Regions from separate parts of the Zea mays genome. Here all the other regions are linked to region 2. A link is a contact called in public Hi-C data. All regions are on one chromosome and are shown on one strand. The core of a region is the stretch at or near the end of the contact, and the rest is flanking DNA. Distances in the headings are between cores, read along the strand shown.

Region 1 (2,700 bases), core at 140-2,639, 180 kb before region 2:
CCGCCACAGATAGCCGCGTCGAAGCCGACCTTGGGCATCGCGTCCGGCATGGTGGCGTCCAAGAAGTCGGCGCATGAGGAGTAGTAGTCGGTACAGAACGGGTCCACGAGGCCGGAGAAAGGGTCGTCGGCGCCGAAGACGTTAGCGCCGGTGCTCCCTGCGGCGCAGCCTGCTTCCGATGCCGTCGCCGTCGACGAGGGAAGCGGCGGGAAGAGCATCGGCGGCTCCCCCTGGTGGAGCTGCCACTCATCCCTCGCCGTGGCCTCGGCGGCGCTGCTAGGGACGGCCCCGCCGGACCGGACGATGTCGGTAAGGTCGCCACCGCCGGCCTGGTCGCCCTCCATCCGCGGAAGGAAGAAGTCGCACATGGCTGTACGTACCGAGCGCGGCTGGCAGCTAGGGCGGCCGTTGCCGATCCCTCGCTCTAGCTCGCCGGTCGCTGCTGCCTCTATAGTTTCTGCAGGGACGCGGTTGATGCCAACTGCTCAATAATTCTCTTGCTCCTTTCCAATCAACTGGCCGGCGGCACCAAGCAAGCTAATAAGGCTAGCTAGCCAAGACCCGTGTGGCGGTGGCGCACAGGAAGCACACAGCTTGTTGGGTGCATGCAGGTGTTGGCAACTTGGCAGGCACCAAGGAGATTGAAGAAGGCTAGGGCAGAAGAAGGACGTACAACGATCTTTTGAAGGGTCAGGTTCGCTCGATCTGCTTGGAGGGTAGCTAGCTAGTAGCAAGCAATCCAGCAAGCTTGTTCTTGCTTTTGTGGGGGACAAAAAAGGAGGTAGGCCGGGTGGAGGGGAAGCAGGATGTGAGATATGGGGCTGCGGAAAGGGAGTTATCTTTTCTTAGCACCAAGCAAGCACCAGGAGAGACGAGAGAATACACACGGAACACGGTTACGGTGAGGAGAAACGAAAGGAGGGAGAGAGATGGGGTAACTTGAGTTGGCTTCCAAGAGAGGACAATAAAGAAGTATGTGAGGGCAGATGAGAGAGAGAGAGACAGTCATATCAAGAGAGGGACAGGACGGCGAGAGTGATGGGTTTGTGTGGTTTTCTTCGTATTGTTTTCTTCTGGCGACGATGTGTGTGCATGCATGCATACGCATATGCTGGCCGGGGCTGGCCCTCCGGCCCTCCCTCCTGCGGCGGACGATTGACCGACGGACGGACAGAGGCTGACCTTTTGAAGGGCATATACGGGCGAGGTGGGGGAGGCCGCGCGCGGCCAGTGTGCCACCTCCATACGCAAGGCGGCATGGCCGCGTCGGGCGCTTGTCGCCTGGTAAAAAGGATTGCCGGCCACCGGGCCGCATGCCATGCAGATGCAGTGCAACCATGCACATGCACGCACGGTGAAAAAAAAAAAAAAACTGGAGCCGACCCCGGGGCCCCTCCTCCTGGCCTGTCTCCTCAGTCCTCTTCTTATTAACCCACGGAGCACGGACGGACGGAACGACCGAGTCCGCCGCTCACGCAACCAACTTGATGAAACACTTTTGTTATTCCGGCTCAGACAGGCAGGCCTTCTTCATGGCGACCCGATCGATTTGATCGTCACGCACGGTCTGGAGTCTGGTGCACACACAAGAATTTACACCATGTTTCCGTTGTGACTGTGTACTATATAATATGCATGCCATCAACAGAGCATATATGCAGTTACTTACTTATTTTACTGGTGTTTATTCATGTGGAAACAGTCCATGATTGCATGGATTGTGTGTCGTTGTGTCTATAATATATCAGCATCGTATCAGCAGGGGCCCCCCCAGCCGGCCGGGACGGAATGCGTATGCGAGCTGCCATATGCGGCGGCAACAGTGTGGCCGCATAGTTGTGTGTACTTTTGGTCGTTTAACCACAGGACATGTACAAGCGCATGCATGTGTGCCGAGTACTATGATCTGAAATGGCATGCCTTTGTCTTCTATGCTACGCACCGAGGCGTGCTTTTTGTACGGCGTGCCAATGATGATGGTATCCGCAGTGATTAACTCTCTAACCGGTACGCTATCAAGATGGAATTAAGCATATAGTAGAAAACTGTCACAGCGGTAAACTGTTTAGGGTACTCTAAATTTAAGAAGGGAAGCACCAACGCTATTTCTAGAGTACATGCTGCTTGTACCGGAAAATTGCCGCACAGTTCATGCACCTACCAGGAACGTGGAGGAGAGAAAGAAGAGGTTTTTGTTGGGTGGAGAAAGAATAGAGTTAGAAAGAAATGATATAATGTACAGTAGTTGGTATAGAGTTTAGATATTGAGTAAATATGACTATATAGAATTATAAATATAGGGTATAGAACTTTGCTGATGATGACAGAATACTTCTTTAAAGTTAGGAATTTAGAGTAGTATGAAATACGGACAAAATCTCTACTACCTATTAAGACGGTAAGGGGTAGGCTGCCCCATTCCGTCCTCACTGCAAAGCCCATTCCCATTCCCAGCTGCCTGTCTTTCTCATTCCCCCTCCCTGCAAAGCCCATTCACCATTCTCGGCTATCACGTGTCTTTCTCATTCTCCCTCCCACAAAGCCTATTCTCATTCCCACGTGCATCCCACGCCTAGCTAAAATTAAATTAAAAAAACAGGCTCCAAGAGGATTCGAACCCGCGACCTCTCAAATAAATGTGTTTGTAGCTACCACTACACCACATGTGTGTTTATGTCTACATCTATTATAGTAAAAACA
Region 2 (2,700 bases), core at 150-2,649:
GTGAGGTTTTGTCCTCCATTTTCACTTCCAACTTTTAGTTGGCTGTTTGATCGGTGGTGTTCTCATGGTTTCTGTTTCCTCTGTAGGATATCAAGAGGAGGGAAGAGGCGCTGAAGAATGGTGCGTGACTATATTTTCTTTCTGGTGTCTGATTGTGACCGGTGCTTGAGTCGTCACTATATTTCCTCCCATTTTGCTTGGTGCAGCTGGCGTGCCAATGGAGGAGAAGAACTGGCCACCATTCTTCCCCATCATCCACCATGATATTGCCAATGAGATACCAGCAAATGTGCAGAAGTTGCAGTATCTTGCATTTGCAAGCTGGCTTGGTATGTTAGTAGTAGCAAGTCATTTTCTATTTAGGTGGGTGGGGGGGTGCAGAATCAGGCAATTAGGACTACAAGTCTACTAGATACTATGCTGTATTTTGAAGGTGGCTAGCAGTGATTGGTCATCCTTTTTGTTGTGTTAATATAAATTGCAGGAATTGTGCTTTGTTTGTCCTGGAACTTCGTTGCTGTCATAGTCTGCTGGATCAAGGAGGGAGGTGGGTTTCATGGTTATCTGCAAATGCTGGTGTACTCTATACATTGTGCTTGCATTAAATAGTAGGCATATCTTATGCTTGCAGATTCAAAGTTGTTTTTCCTTGCAACAATCTATGCTTTGCTTGGAATTCCTCTGTCATATTTGATATGGTACAGGCCACTCTACCGTGCAATGAGGTATGCTGTGACCATTTTTGAACTCTTTACTGTGGATAATTTCGCGTCATATACGTTTTATATGTGCCCATCCTAGAGCCTTTTCATCAGTGCATATTGCAAAGCATGTTCTAGTGTAAATTAATATGTGCACATCATAGAGCCTTTTGCATCAGTGCATATTGCAAAGCAAGTTCTTATGTAAATATAATATATGCGGACTTGGGAAGTGTAGTTACTGTTTTCTTGTACCAATTATTGGGGCATGGTATTGTCCTATTATATTTAGGCATAAAACATTGGTGTGGCTGCGAATTCTAGTATAAGATTGTTAAGGGAACTTGACTATAGTAATGATATACTCATATACATTTCTGGAGCCAAGATGTTTACATCTATAAGGCTTTGCTTTGCTGCATGCTGCTTTGTATTTGACACTCATTAACTTGATAAACAGGACTAACAGTGCTTTCAGTTTTGGATGGTTTTTCCTGTGTTACCTGGTAAGTTCTAATTTGCAACTTTATTTTGCATGATTAACATTTCAGTTCAACTACTTTAGTAGTTATCACTTATCATTTAGCGCAGATGATGTCATTTTTTGCAATTATGTTTGGTGCAGATCCACATTGGTTTTTGCATAATTGCTGCCATTGCTCCACCAATTGTATTTCATGGGAAATCATTAACGTAAGTTTCCCACTCCTTTATCTATTGTAATCAAAGTCATCAGTTGTTATTGGCTTGGGTAATGTGGGTAAGCATCATTGCGTAGATAGCCAGTGATGTTGGCTGCTGGAAAAGGAGAAATCGATAATCATAGATTGGGATTACAGAACTTTTGGGGAGAAACCAGGTTGATTTTTGCTTGATCATAACCCATAGATGGCTTACCCTTTTATATGGATTTCTACCTTCCTAATAAACAAGATCACTATAGATCGCAAGAGATTACTCCCTAATTTTCAGATATAGGATTCCAAACAAACAACAATTAATGATAATCGGGCATGTGTGTGGCACCTTGTTGGATGGCTGGCCCTTGCCCATATGATTGGTATAAGGTATATATAGTTAGGTTCCATTACTTGGTGCTTATAGTTGAGAATTTTCTGTAAAAGGTCTGAAATAAGTTCTTTCATATGCCTCTGCAAGGTCTGAACCTGAAATAACTCAGTAAGTTGATTAATTTTATGCTCTTTTAAATGATATGGCCAGTCATGTGCCAGTTGAAGACCTCATTTTTCCTCTGTAATGTCTGAATCTGAAATTTGACAAAATTTAATTAATTTTATGCCCTTCTAAAAGAACTAGAACAGGCGGCGCTCTTACGGGCGCCCCATCAAGAAAATGCACAACTTCCTATGGCTAAGGTCAGCGGCTACTTAGGAGTTTGTTGGATTCAATAGCAATAGATATACATAAGTGGTAGCTTCCAGGTTCTCATCACAACGCACAGAACATCATGCAAGGATCGGTCATCTCATCAAGCATGTAGTCATCTGTGTCTCTAAGTATCACAGAGACCTGCACAAAAGAAAATCAAGCACTACACAATTATCTTCAAATTAAATTTGTTCCTCTTATGGCAAACTTGCGTAAAGTTCGTATGGAAAAAGTACAGACCGCGCTGGTGTTCTTTGTGCCTTACACCAGAATAATATCATCAGCAGCAATTCTTTCCTCCACAACTTCATCAGTATGTCCAAGGAATGATGAAACAAACGTTTCTTCACCTTCCATGTAATGTACTCACCTGAAAGGTTCAATTGTCAAGGTACCTAAAATCCTAATAATGGTTTATGCCGTGCTCTCTGCTTTCCAAAATTTCAAATTATACAGATGTATTGGCATTTCTAGGTACATAGTTCTAGGCATAACATCTATCCAGGTGCATAGCAAAAAACTACGAATATTGAAAATCCAAAACATCCTCTAATTTGGAACGGAGGAAGTAACAAATATTTTCTATGAAACTGTTCACTCCTATTTATAC
Region 3 (2,700 bases), core at 145-2,644, 250 kb before region 2:
TGTCGAGGAACCCGAACTCGTCGGTGTGCGTGATCCTGGGCTGCTCGTCGATCTTGTCGTGGACCTCGTAGAGGAGGCTGGCGTCCGCGGGGACTCTGAGGCTGGCCTTCCTGAGCGCGGCGACCACGACCTGGCCCAGGCTCTTGAGCGGCGTGCCGGTGGGCATCCGGCGCTTGTACATGGGCGTGGCGAGCACGAATCCGCCGAAGGCGAGGGCGATGCAGGCGGTGGCGATGCCGAAGCCGAGGCCCCAGCTGACGTTCTGCTGGACCCACACGATGAAGACGCCCGAGACGATCATGCCGAAGTCGACGCAGATGTAGTACCAGCTGAAGAAGGACATCCTGCGCTCCCGGTCCACGGCGTTGTCGCCGTCGAACTGGTCCGCGCCGAACGGCAGCAGCGCCGCGCGCACGCCGCCGCTGCCGAAGGCCACGAGGTAGAGGCCGAGGAATAACGCCACGTTCCGCGAGCCGAGCATGGGGTGGCACCAGGGCCCGACTCCGCAGAGCTCGGTGGCCGGCAGGAACGCCGAGAAGGTGACGAGCATCATGCCCTGCGGCCGCGCCGACCAGATCGCAAAGAGCTAAGCTTAAGCATATGCTCGCTTGATGATTAGGATTTGGAATCGAAAAAAAATAGCAGTAATATATGCTCACAAGAAGGTAGACGAGGAGCGAGACGAGGATGGTGTTGTAGTTGCCCCAAAACGTGTCCGCGACGATGGCGGCGAAGATCGGGGTCAGGTAGCTGGTGCCGAACCACGAGGTGACGCTGGACGCACTGGCTACGTTGCTGCCGTGCAGGACGGTCTCTAGGTACACCACCAGGTTCGTGCCGATGCCATTGAACGCCGTGCTCTCCAGGCACTCGAATCCTGGAGAAGACGTTCGGTGTTCAGTCTGTCAGCTAGTATTAATACTAGCTAGAGAAAGGTCGAAACTAGAGTAGCAGTCTCGGTGGCTCTGTCTGAACTCTGAAGAGGGAGAGCTCACCTAGAACCACCGCCGGTGCTTTGCTCCCGGTTTTCTTGTTCTGAATGAGTGGCACCGTGAGGCTTTCCTCCTGAATCTTTGGAGCCCCCCTCTGCAATATGTTGCGCGTACAAACGGTCAAACGGAAGCGGGGACGCTTCTGTATATGTTACTTCACTGGACAATGAAAATGAATAGGAGCTCCTGGAGCTAGCGCGTACGGCGTACCTCTGGCAGCCGCGATGACGAGCGCTGGCCCTTTTCCATGGCGTCGCCGGCGTCCATTTGCCGCTGCAGCTGTTAAAAGAAGCTACCGGCCACGAGCTACAAGAAGCTACCAGCTCCTGCTTTTTGCTCGCAAGCCGCGGAGCGGGCGGCTTCACTGGTCGTGTGCCGTGCTCGGAGACCTGAGCCTGGGATGGGAATGAATGAACGAGAGCGCAAGCAGCGCAGCTTTATATATACGCGGCCACCGGCCACCCTCGAGCGGCACGCACGCGACAGGGAGATGGAGCTGGTAAAAGCGGCGGGCGTCACGGACCCTGACGTCCCCAGCGGCGTGACACTCTCTCTGTACTCGGGCGAGATCAATTCAAAGCAGCATATTGCCATTTTATTAGAGTTGGCGGCTCTGAAGACACGCCATGCAATCTGCACTTCCCCCGTACCCGACGGCGTGTCACCGCGGTAACCTTTTTCTAACCTCCTGCCTACTGCTCCGATCTTTCTGCGAAGCGTATCGTGCCTAATTTACCTGATCGGCGCTACTAGCCCATGCACTCAACGGCCGTGCTCACTGTCGTCGACCGGTGGCGCATCGTGCATGGATCTTAGCTAGCACCAGGGGGGATTCACCCCTGCAGTTTTCTGAGACGGCAAGATGTGTCTTCTGACAAACGTTCAAGAATCAGTGGCCTTCAGCTCCACCCTGACTAGAGTTACCATTGACTCTGTCTTCGAAGAATTGCCCCCGGCCGGGCCCGTCCTAGTTTGCTTATACTGACAGGACAGGTAGTGTCATGCAAGCATCATACTTTGAGACTTCCAGTAGCGATGCAAATAGGATGCTACGCATGCCCAGTCATGCTGCCAGGAGTGCAAGAACGTGTCCGCTACTAACAGTTTAGCATCAGCTGCCGCCTAGATAGGATAACGGTCAAACTCCAACATTGCAGGTGAGACCGTGTCGCTTCTTTCCGCGGACATCTCTTCTTTCCCGGCGTTCACAGTAGCTGACACTACTAGTTCGATTTGCTTTCCGCCTAGCACACAGCAGCAAGTCGTTTGACTCTCATGGCCTGTTTAGAAACCCATTATTTCCTTAGTCCCAAGATAATACCGTGGTATTAGAGCACACCATAGTATTTTGGACCAAAAGACGTTTGAGAGCATATCTAAAAATTATGCCTTTTAAACCATGATTTTATTAATACCACAATATTTTAGGTCTGGACTAAAGGTTTTTTTGCTTGCACGTGTTGAGTTTGTGATCCAAATTCTGAAGAAGGCAGCCAAGTTGGCGAGCAAAGCGGAGGCCCGTCGCCGGGAGGCTTGGACCGGAGCGCAGCGATGGATCACCTACATATTTGCTACTATATGTTGATGACATGTTGATTGCTGCCAAGAGCATGAAGGAAATCACTGCTTTAAAGGCAACAACTTAGTAGCGAATTTGATATGAAGGATCTGGGTGCTGCAAAGAAAATCCTTGGCATAGAGATAGTCA
Region 4 (2,700 bases), core at 128-2,627, 150 kb after region 2:
ATGTTAGAGAAGTGACATCTAAGTGAGGATGAGCAGATAATTTTATTGTAAAAATTTAGATTCTACTATTTACAACAAACAATGACTCACTCGGACCTACGTACGTCCTACCCTAAAGTAGACAAAGCTGTCACTGAACTAAAGTTTCGCTCATGCTCGCACTGGATGCCTACGAGAATTACCTGAAAACGATTTCCATCAAGCAAACAATGTTGATCTTTTCTAGTGCATTCCTCTAATTTTGTACCAGTGCAAGCTGTGCACTCAAAGCGGTGTTATGAACTTTGTAGATTTCTTGATACAAGGATAGATTCCTCATGTTGAGTTGATCTCAAGTCCAGTCAAATAATCAAGCCCGATTCTATCCCTTACGTTTCGATCCACAACACAACAATACTCCTCCATTTCAAAATATTAGTCGTTTTAGATGTTAATTTTATGTCTATATTCAAATAAACGACAATATTATATATATATATATATATATATATATATATAACATACATTGAAATTGAGCTTCTTATGTTGGAACCGAACCGCTGACATACTATCACCCGCACACACGATGTGCCCCACCTAGGTCGTCAGGCCATGACACATGCGCCCGCATGCATAGCAACAATTTTAGGTCTGTTGGGTCAACACTCTCTCCACCCACAAAAAAGCTAGCCCATTAAGGATTTCTATCTTGAACCATATAAATCATGATTGTCCATCCACAGCTCACAATGTAAGATTATTCCCTGAAAGCAGACCGCTGACACATGGCGTTTCCGTCAGGCCGCCCGCACACACGGCGCGCCCACCTAGGCCGTTGGCCCGCGACACATGCGTCCGCACGCATAGCAACGGGTTTTAGGTCTGTTGGACAACACTCCCCCAAAAAGTTAGTCCATTAGAGGTTCCTACCCTCAACCATATAATCTATGCTTGCCGACAACTCACAATGTGGGACTATTCCCAACATCTTAAATATTGTATGAATCTATAAAAATACTAAAACGACTGATATTTTGGTATAGATGGAGTATTAATTAGAGCATGTACAACTCTAAGCCTGTGGTTCAGTTTTCTAAATAAAACCTAACTAGAAAATATATGATATAACTCTGAGACACTAAATCATAAATACAGATAAAAAGTAGAAAGTCGTGAAGAGACGTAGACCCATATTAAATGGATAAAAAGAATAAGACAGGCAACCAACATATTCGCTGCAACCGAACAACGATGGATCGATTTCCTCGGTCGCGATCCGGGTCGCAGCTCGCCACCAAGCAATGTATGCGAGGAGGCCCAACACTGCCTGTAAGGCCCACAAGAGACTATAGAGAAGTTGGAATGGATCACTTGTAGCACCAGAAAGACACGGCCGAGTCGTCTTTCCCGACGCAAAAGTCGACGACGCGTGCGCCTTGCTCGCTCGCTCGCCGTCTGCCGTCGTTCTAGGTTTAGAGCCAGGTCACCAGCGCTAGGAGGGCGCGAAGTCGAGTAGACGGCCGGGCCTCTCCCGTTCTCCACGGACGGCTAGCGCTACTGGAGGCGACGCCTGGACGGCGACCCCGCACACTCACAGCCACACCCTCCACCTGTGTGACTATTCAAGGGCTTAGGCCGAGCCGCCCGGCCAATCGCCGTCCGCCGGACCGCTGAGGTGAGCTGTTACCATGGACACCATTAACCTATTTAGATGCAGGAACAGATGGTTATGTAGCTTCTAGCGTCTTCTGAATTTCCTTGGAGTAGCATGTCATGATTCATGAATCGAGATTTTCTTGGTCTACGGAGTAGAGCTAGTAGGAGTAGCTTCTATCTCAGCTAGGCCCCTTTCTCCGTGACACCACTTAGGGTACTCTGTTTTGGGATTTGGGGTCAATTGAGTTGTTCGAATGGGGATAATCAGAAGTGGATGTGATTAATGTTCGACTAGGATTAGCATTTTACGGTATAACTTGGTCGTGCAATTTAAGCAAAATACTGTTGCTAACACATTTTCATTTGTGACTTGCAGGAATTTTTCTTTCTCGTCAAAAGTTACTGCATTCATTTTACAGTAATGGCTATGGGGTTGATTAATGCTAATCCTATAATCCATGAGAAAAAAGAGAGGCGTGCCAGACAGGCACCAGAGACCACAGATGAAAATGCAGCAGAGCCCATAGATCAGCTGGAAATATTTGATATCCTTCTTAATGATTTCTTCAAATGTAGTGAAGATTGCTGTTCTATTTATCTGAGTTCTCTATCCTAGCCATTTAATTGTGGTCCTTATTGTTCTTACATCACATTAGAGATATAAAGGATCCAGAGCACCCGTACTCACTGGAACAGCTGAATGTGGTGACTGAAGATTCAATTGAACTCAATGATGAAAGTAATTATGTCAGGTAAGCTCTCATATTTCTAGATTCCTTGTTTTTTCGTATGTGCAATTCAAGAATGTTAATGAAACTCCTTATTTAGATTCATATTTGCTTTGCATCAGGGTTACATTCACCCCAACAGTGGAGCACTGCAGTATGGCAACTATTATTGGCCTTTGCATACGCGTGAAACTTGTACGGAGTCTCCCTCCTCGTTACAAGGTTTGTTGTCATTGTGGAGCTTGAAACATTTTTCCAGAGGGGTTTGATATGTTATCATCATTGCACAGTTTAGCAAGTTCTAAAAATCTGTGTAGGCATGTCATTCATATTTTTT

What was found. Hi-C and Micro-C count contacts between places; a contact is called where the count stands out from the background.
Region 1: a contact with region 2 is called in a Hi-C map of tassel, with 2.8 times the contacts expected there. The contact joins the promoter of LOC103642019 here to the promoter of LOC103642018 in region 2. A contact is called at or near these places in 4 of 25 Hi-C or Micro-C datasets (bundle sheath, ear, leaf and 1 more).
Region 3: a contact with region 2 is called in a Hi-C map of leaf, with 7 times the contacts expected there. The contact joins the promoter of LOC103642022 here to the promoter of LOC103642018 in region 2. A contact is called at or near these places in 3 of 25 Hi-C or Micro-C datasets (ear, leaf and tassel).
Region 4: a contact with region 2 is called in a Hi-C map of tassel, with 2.2 times the contacts expected there. The contact joins the promoter of LOC100272296 here to the promoter of LOC103642018 in region 2. A contact is called at or near these places in 3 of 25 Hi-C or Micro-C datasets (ear, leaf and tassel).

What each region holds. Positions count from the first base shown.
Region 1 is chr10:142,820,873-142,823,572 of Zm-B73-REFERENCE-NAM-5.0, reverse strand. LOC103642019 (probable WRKY transcription factor 35) reads right to left here and starts at 1,389. Exons shown (of 3, transcript XM_008665331.3): 1 at 1-1,389. The coding sequence starts at 368.
Region 2 is chr10:142,641,907-142,644,606 of Zm-B73-REFERENCE-NAM-5.0, reverse strand. It overlaps LOC103642018, which reads left to right and starts at 1,399. Exons shown (of 1, transcript XM_020545669.2): 1 at 1,399-2,700. LOC100192766 reads left to right here. Exons shown (of 12, transcript NM_001137962.1): 4 at 87-120; 5 at 207-329; 6 at 485-547; 7 at 632-725; 8 at 1,162-1,207; 9 at 1,327-1,394.
Region 3 is chr10:142,891,870-142,894,569 of Zm-B73-REFERENCE-NAM-5.0, reverse strand. LOC103642022 (protein NRT1/ PTR FAMILY 8.3) reads right to left here and starts at 1,394. Exons shown (of 4, transcript XM_008665334.4): 1 at 1,203-1,394; 2 at 996-1,086; 3 at 660-877; 4 at 1-556. The coding sequence starts at 1,259.
Region 4 is chr10:142,492,942-142,495,641 of Zm-B73-REFERENCE-NAM-5.0, reverse strand. LOC100272296 reads left to right here and starts at 1,377. Exons shown (of 6, transcript NM_001310031.1): 1 at 1,377-1,654; 2 at 2,012-2,180; 3 at 2,282-2,387; 4 at 2,486-2,585. The coding sequence starts at 2,057.